Regions from separate parts of the Zea mays genome. Here region 2 is linked to region 1. Evidence: chromatin contacts called from public Hi-C data. All regions are on one chromosome and are shown on one strand. Each heading gives the region's core, a stretch centred on a gene start, on an enhancer-like site or on the middle of the called end of the contact. The rest is flanking DNA. Distances are from core to core; before and after follow the strand shown.

What was found. Hi-C and Micro-C count contacts between places; a contact is called where the count stands out from the background.
Region 2: a Hi-C map of leaf shows a contact between it and region 1, with 3 times the contacts expected there. The contact joins the enhancer-like site here to the promoter of LOC100191290 in region 1. A contact is called at or near these places in 3 of 25 Hi-C or Micro-C datasets (all in leaf).

What each region holds. Positions count from the first base shown.
Region 1 is chr2:107,639,656-107,642,874 of Zm-B73-REFERENCE-NAM-5.0, forward strand. It overlaps LOC100191290 (10-deacetylbaccatin III 10-O-acetyltransferase), which reads right to left and starts at 1,738. Exons shown (of 1, transcript NM_001136724.2): 1 at 361-1,738. The coding sequence starts at 1,694. The coding sequence ends at 417.
Region 2 is chr2:107,704,859-107,707,998 of Zm-B73-REFERENCE-NAM-5.0, forward strand. No RefSeq gene overlaps it. Among protein-coding and RNA genes, the nearest start is that of LOC109944013, 30 kb to the left of the region's middle. Within about 2 kb of position 1,448, at least 16 of the 20 cell types and tissues checked have an H3K27ac peak or open chromatin away from gene starts, as enhancers often do. A contact at or near this core is called in leaf, where this site is marked.

The sequences.
Region 1 (3,219 bases), core at 488-2,987:
CAAATCGGCCGTAGGCCTCTCTTTTTATAGAGGAGGGGGGCTGGACCCTTTACACGACCGGATTCCGAGCTAATTCCGCGGATATAGCTAACAAACATAGCACAAAACTCGGAACCCTAATCTATTCTGCGCGTGCGCGGACCGTCCGGCCCACAGGCGCGGACCGTCCGGACCGCGGACCGTCCGCACCTCAGGGCCGGACCGTCCGCACCTCATTTTGGTGCTCAACAGTTGTCATCAATGTTTTGGTTTGGTTTGATTGTATATTGTGCCGATCTGATCGCTCGGCTGCGAAGCTGAAGCAGACCAATCGTGACATATAAATTATCGTAGTATTATATATTTTTATTGTAACGCACGAGTTTAAAGTGCTCTTATTAAAATTGAAACACGGACAAACATGTAAGGTCTCCGCGTCACTTGAGGCTTCGTAGCTCCGCATGGAAAGCCTCAGCGTGCTCCTGCTTGACGCAGAGCGCCATGGCGGCGACGCCCTCGGCCTTGTCCTTTTTCCCGCACAGGAAGCAGCCCGGCACCACCTTGCGCTCCATGCACCCGATGACGCGCTCAGCGCCGCCGCTGCCGAAGTCAACGTCGTCCAAGCCGAGGTTCCACCAGCTCGTGACGTACAGGGTGTCGTAGCCGTCGAGGCCCTTGAGCCGACCGCCCATCTCGTCGGCGATGTGCGCGGCTCCGTCAGCGAACGTGAACGGGACCCGTGCCTTGGCGTCCCTGACCAGCGTCACAAGGTCCAGGATGTCGCCGTCCGCGACCTCGCGCAGCGTCGAGGCAGCGAGGCCGAAGGCGAAGACGTTGCCGTAGTAGCCGTCCTTGGCCTTGGCCGGCTTCCTCACGTTCACCGTGAAGGCGAGCGCCGTGGGGGCGTCCGGGCTGGCGGCGCTGCCGATCGTCGCGCGGGCACGGCACTTCCATATGGCGGCGGTGAACACGTCGAACGCAGTGCACGTCGACACCTGGCCGCTGCCGCTGCCGTAGCTGCGACGACGGAACTCGCCCTTGATGCGGTCGACGAAGCTCAGGGGAACTGTGATGTAGGAGGACGGCATGTCTCTGGGCTTGCTGCTGACGAGTGCCTTAGTCATGGTGGTTATTGGCGGGGGGAGTTCAGAGAGGGTGTCGTCCACCCTCATCGGCAAGACGGAAGGGGAAGGGGAACCTCGGGCAAACTCGCCGACGGCCTTCAAGAACTGCGCCATGCCGGCGCCGTCCGTGAGGACGTGGTTCCACGTCACCCCGACAACGAAGCCGCCACAGGAAAACTCGGTCACCTGCACCAGCAGAAGTGGAGGGTCCTCGCTGTACTGGCCGGCATAGCTGATACTGAGGTCCTCGACACTGACCACGGGACGCCGGTCGCAGAGCCTGGCGTCCTGCAGGGTGCAGCTCGCCGACGCACCGACGAACGCTACGCCCTCGCCGGTGCACGCGAGCTTCAGCTGGTCCCCAGTGACGGCGAGGCGGCCGGCCATTGGGTAGTAGGGAACAAGCGCACGGGACAGAGCTCTTCTAATGGTCTCGGCCGGACGATCGATGGGGTTCTCGTAGACGAACATCGCTGACACGGGCAGGGAAACCAGAGCTCTGTCCATGGAGGTGAGCTGGAGGGCGGCAGTGGGCGAGGCCACTGCCGGAGCCACGAGAAAAGGCAGCGACTTGGTAACCCATGAGCTCATTGTGATTTTTTTTTTCTCGTGTGCTTGCTTTGCGGTTTGTTTGTGGTCTTCTCGGCTTGCTCGCGTGGAGTTATATAGCGGCTGATTGATGGGCGGACGAGCAGCACCTGGATCTAGCGAGCGTGGTCCCCCAGAAACTGAACGCCGGTCCTCCAGATACTGAACTAGAGATGGCCAAACGGGCCGCCCGGCCCGGCCCGGCCCGGGCCCGGTGAAGCCCGGCCAAAAACCGGGCCGGGCCTGCTGTGCCATCGTGCTCAAGTTTCTGTCCAAGCCGGCCCGCAGCGGGCCTAAACGGGCCGGGCCGGCCCGTTTAGCACGAAAAAAACGGGCCGAAAACGTGCTAAACGGGCCGGTAAGCACGTTTTAGTGTAAAAAAACCGGGCTTAACGGGCTTAGAGGTAAACGGGTCGTGCCGGGCTAGCCCGCCGTGCCTAGTTTCCTGTCCAAGCCCGCCCGCTTATTCTACCGTGCCGGGTTCGGACCGGGCCCAAAAACCGGGCTTCGTGCCGGGCTCACGGGCCTCGTGCTTTTTGGCCATCTATATACTGAACGCCCGAGCGTATGTGCTCATGTAGTAAAGGGATATATTTGAACGCCGGTGGTCCCCCAGAAACTGAACGTCCGAGCGTATGTGCTCATGCAGTAAAGGGATATATTTTTTACCTGACTGCTTCTTAGTCAATACACGTGTTCAGTCTAGACGGATGTACGCAGCATACAATTACAAGGATAGTGCCGAGCAACGCGCTATCCGATGAGACCTCAACATGTGAAGCCCGCCCGGGCATAGACGATTATATTGGGTGCGTTTGATTGCCTGCATATGGTCTGGCCAGGCTCACGAGATACGGCTTTCTTCTGTTTGGTTGCCTGATCAGCCTCTTCAGCCTGACTCGCGGGATGCAAAATTCCTCTTGGGCCTGGCTCCCGAGATACGTAGGAATTGGTCGTTTCTCCAGAGCCAGGCTCTGCCGGTGCAACCATTAGTCTTTCCTAATGACAGATTAACATGTAATTAGTGTCTATTAAATAAATTTAATTTATTTAAAAGTGGATTGAGGCTTTGTATGGCATATTATAGACTATTGCAACATCATCACATGAAAATATAATAAACCTTTATAGCTTTTAATCCATGCATCAACCATTTATGTAAGCAACCAAACATCATCTCACATGGGCCAAGCTAAGCTTATACAGGCAACCAAACGTATGGATATTGTATGCTCTCAGCTAGGCTACCAAGAGCCAGGTTTCCTAGATACAAGCTAGGTCCACCCAACCAGACAACCAAACAGGGCCATTGTTTTCATCAGTCGCACTACCGGCTTGATATTCTCTACCACTGACTGATGATAAATGGAAGACGTAGTTAATTCATGAAATTCATATTCCGTATGTTTGGTTGACTGCTTTCCACATGCAGTTGCACCCGCGGATCCATAAAACATTATTCGTTTGGTTCACTTCTCTATACATACAGGCTCATTAGGTACAAATATTAGCTCTCGGCCAGGCCCAC
Region 2 (3,140 bases), core at 198-2,697, 65 kb after region 1:
AGATTGGTTAAGGAAAGTGGGTTTGTTGTTGAGGGAAATTGGGAGTTACGAAGCACTGAACAGAGGGAGAGGAATGGAGCAACGGTAGATGAATCTAGAGATCTGAAAATAGGTTCAGTGAAATGTGGCTAACTCTTAGACACCATAACTTGTGATACATGCAGTTTGGATCCTAGATTCTTGTAACAAACTTGAAGAGTCTTAGTCAATGAACAAGTTTGATTATAGGGGACTGGTCTGTCCTTAACAGGAATGAGGAGAAAAGGGGGGCTGAATAGGGAGGATCAGGCTAGCTAAAGCAATTCAGTGCTTCCAAAATATCTGAAGAAGATTTTTTTCCCTGCAGAAAATATCAAACCTTTGGATGTGTTTGAGCCTGCCGCAGTGGAATTTTTTTATCCGTCCTTCCTCTGTCTGTATTACTGGACAGTGGATATTTGTGGGCAGTGAACCTTATCTGCTCTATTCCCTATTTGAGTAATTGGACAAGTTGATATTTTGGGCTGAAAGTGCTGACTAGGTTCAGTGTTATGGGTGTGTCTGTGCATCTGTGAGGAACTTGAGCATGAAAGACACGTAGGGGATGTCCATGTACTGCTGGCACCCTGGGAATACATTTGCACTGAATTTGTGCAAGTCCAGGGACACCTGCCCCACTTTAGCTGCCATAAAAGACATGGTTCAGTGAACTTCTTTCCCTGAGTTCCTTGCAGCGTGTGGTCCCTATGCCTTCAGGTTCGTGTAGCTTCTCCTTTCCCCAGCCATCATTGTGCTCTATCCAGAGCTGCACGCGCCAAACTCCTATGAGTTGTGACCACGCCTACCAATTTGTCACCTCGCCGTGGCCAGGCTAACTCAGGCAAGTATTGGTCTTTGTTGTGCTTGTTCCATGTCCCCCTTAGATCAGTGAAGCTCACCGAGCTGTTATCCCTAACGATACTGTCATGTTTTGGCCGGAACAAGAGCGCACCGCCGCAGACTGACACCGTGAACAGCTCCGCCGTCGCCCGACCGACTTGCTTCGTCCTCGGCCGGTTTTCCGCGAGCATAGGAATCTAGGTATGTCACTGATGCTACCCGTGGTGTTTGGTTAAACTTTACTATAGAGGTGGCTCAAGTACGTGGTCGCCGTACTTAGCTCGCTGTCATGGCCGTCGGCGGCATAGGTCCAGTGCAGTAGTGGTTCGATTCTTGAAGTATATTTGACGGGTATACCTCAGGGTCGGAGTTAGGGTGCTGGTCCTCGCTGAGGAACTCACCGGCGACGGGATCGGGTGAGCACGGCCAGGTGTTCAACCTGTGCTAACCGTTGGAGTGGAGTCATGGCCGAGACCTTGTGAATAGAACAAAACCAAGGGGTTTAAGTGTGGTAGTCACTGACTCTGGTGAACAGTGGGGGAAGCTTGGATTGGTTTAACTAGACCGCGGGGTCTTTTGTGCAAAAGCCGGGCGCGCGGGCTCCCCAGCCACGGGCCAGATCTGCCCGATGTTGGGCCAGCTGGGCTGGTCGTGGTCCAATACTGTTCATAGTTTGGTCTTTTCTTTAACACAGAACTTATAAATTGTGCCATAAGTTGTAGAAAAATCCAAAAATAGCAAGACAAATTTTGTTGGATGTCTAAATTCATGTGCTCTCTGGTAAAGTTGGATTTAGGATTTTTAGGGCAATTATAAAACATTAAGTGAATTAAAGGTGCTCTGGGAAGGACTGTTTGAATTTTAGAAATAAGAATATAGCACCAGAAATTGTGAAAATTCTTGGAGAATCTAGTTATTAGAAGCTGAAACTGTGGGCAAAAATTTGGAACTATTAGGATGTGATTTGCTTAGTAAACTAATTATTGCCCAAAAAGAAAAGGACTTCACCTATGGAATGAGGACACCTAATAGTTTAGTGAAGTGATGAAGTTGCTTAAGAAGTTTTAAGCTTTTGGATGAGATCTAAGATAGGTTAGTTCTCTGGTTTGTCTAAGTAATTCAATTTGGTCACTTTTAGCAAGTGTTGGTGGTGTAGAACCATGTGTATGCTTGTCATGTGTTTTAGTTTGTGGTGTTTATGTTCCCCACCTCTCCTTGTGAGAGTTTGCATTTCATATCATTGCATAAGCATACATGTATTTGTAATTGACTTGTAGAACACCTAGAAGAAGTGGTGTTTGAAGGAGGAGTCTACTCCAGTGTCTGTTGATCAAGTGGAGGAGCCATCTAACTGGGTATTTGATAGAGGGATCTAGAACCACTTCACTGCAACAAAGGCAAGCCCCGGTGCATGCAACCTTTCTTGTGTTTTTAAATGATTTTTACACACTTTAAGTCTAGTGAAATGTGCATTAGGTTTATAGGAGTTGCTTGGAAACCCTTTGATGCATTGGCTACCTTGAAATCCACTCCTTTATAGATACTGCTAATGAAGTATCAAAATACGATTTAAAAAAATGCTTAGCCCTGCTTAGATCTTGTGGATAGAAGTTGTCTTTTGCAATAATGCCTAGCTCAAGGGTTATCCTGAGAAGGATGGCTTCTACCTGCAAGAATATTTTCATTGGGAGCATGGCGGGATCTTACTGCAAAGTTCCCTATATTGATCTTTCCATCCTTAGGAACACAAAACAATCCTGAGGGTGGAAGTACTTAACTCGAGACTTGGGCTAGGAACAGGTGATGCTCCACCCAGGTTAATTAAGGATTGGATACTTATGTAGGCCTGTATGATCAAGGACTATCTTAACTGGCCACATACCCTGAATATGGGACAGGGTAAACTTGAACCCGGTTATTCCATATGTGAAAAGACAACGGTGCACTGGGCGTAGGAGATGGTGGGAGTAGCGTGTACCCTACTGGATAGAGGCTGGACGAAGGAGTATTGTGCTCCCGGGTAGCGCAGACCGGTTCACATTGTGGAGGATCTGTGGGAATGGTTGACATATGCAAGGGTTAAGTGCTACATATGTCGTGTGGTTAGAGATCCTCAGCTGAGTAAATCGATTCGGATCGCCATTATATCCCCGGACAGTGGAGACTTGATCTCTGACCTGCAACCTAGGTCAGGATGTAAACATTATGAATAAAAATGATGTTGTATTGATGAGATGGTGAAATTAGACTAGATGCAACTAGAGTCTATTAATATTTAATCT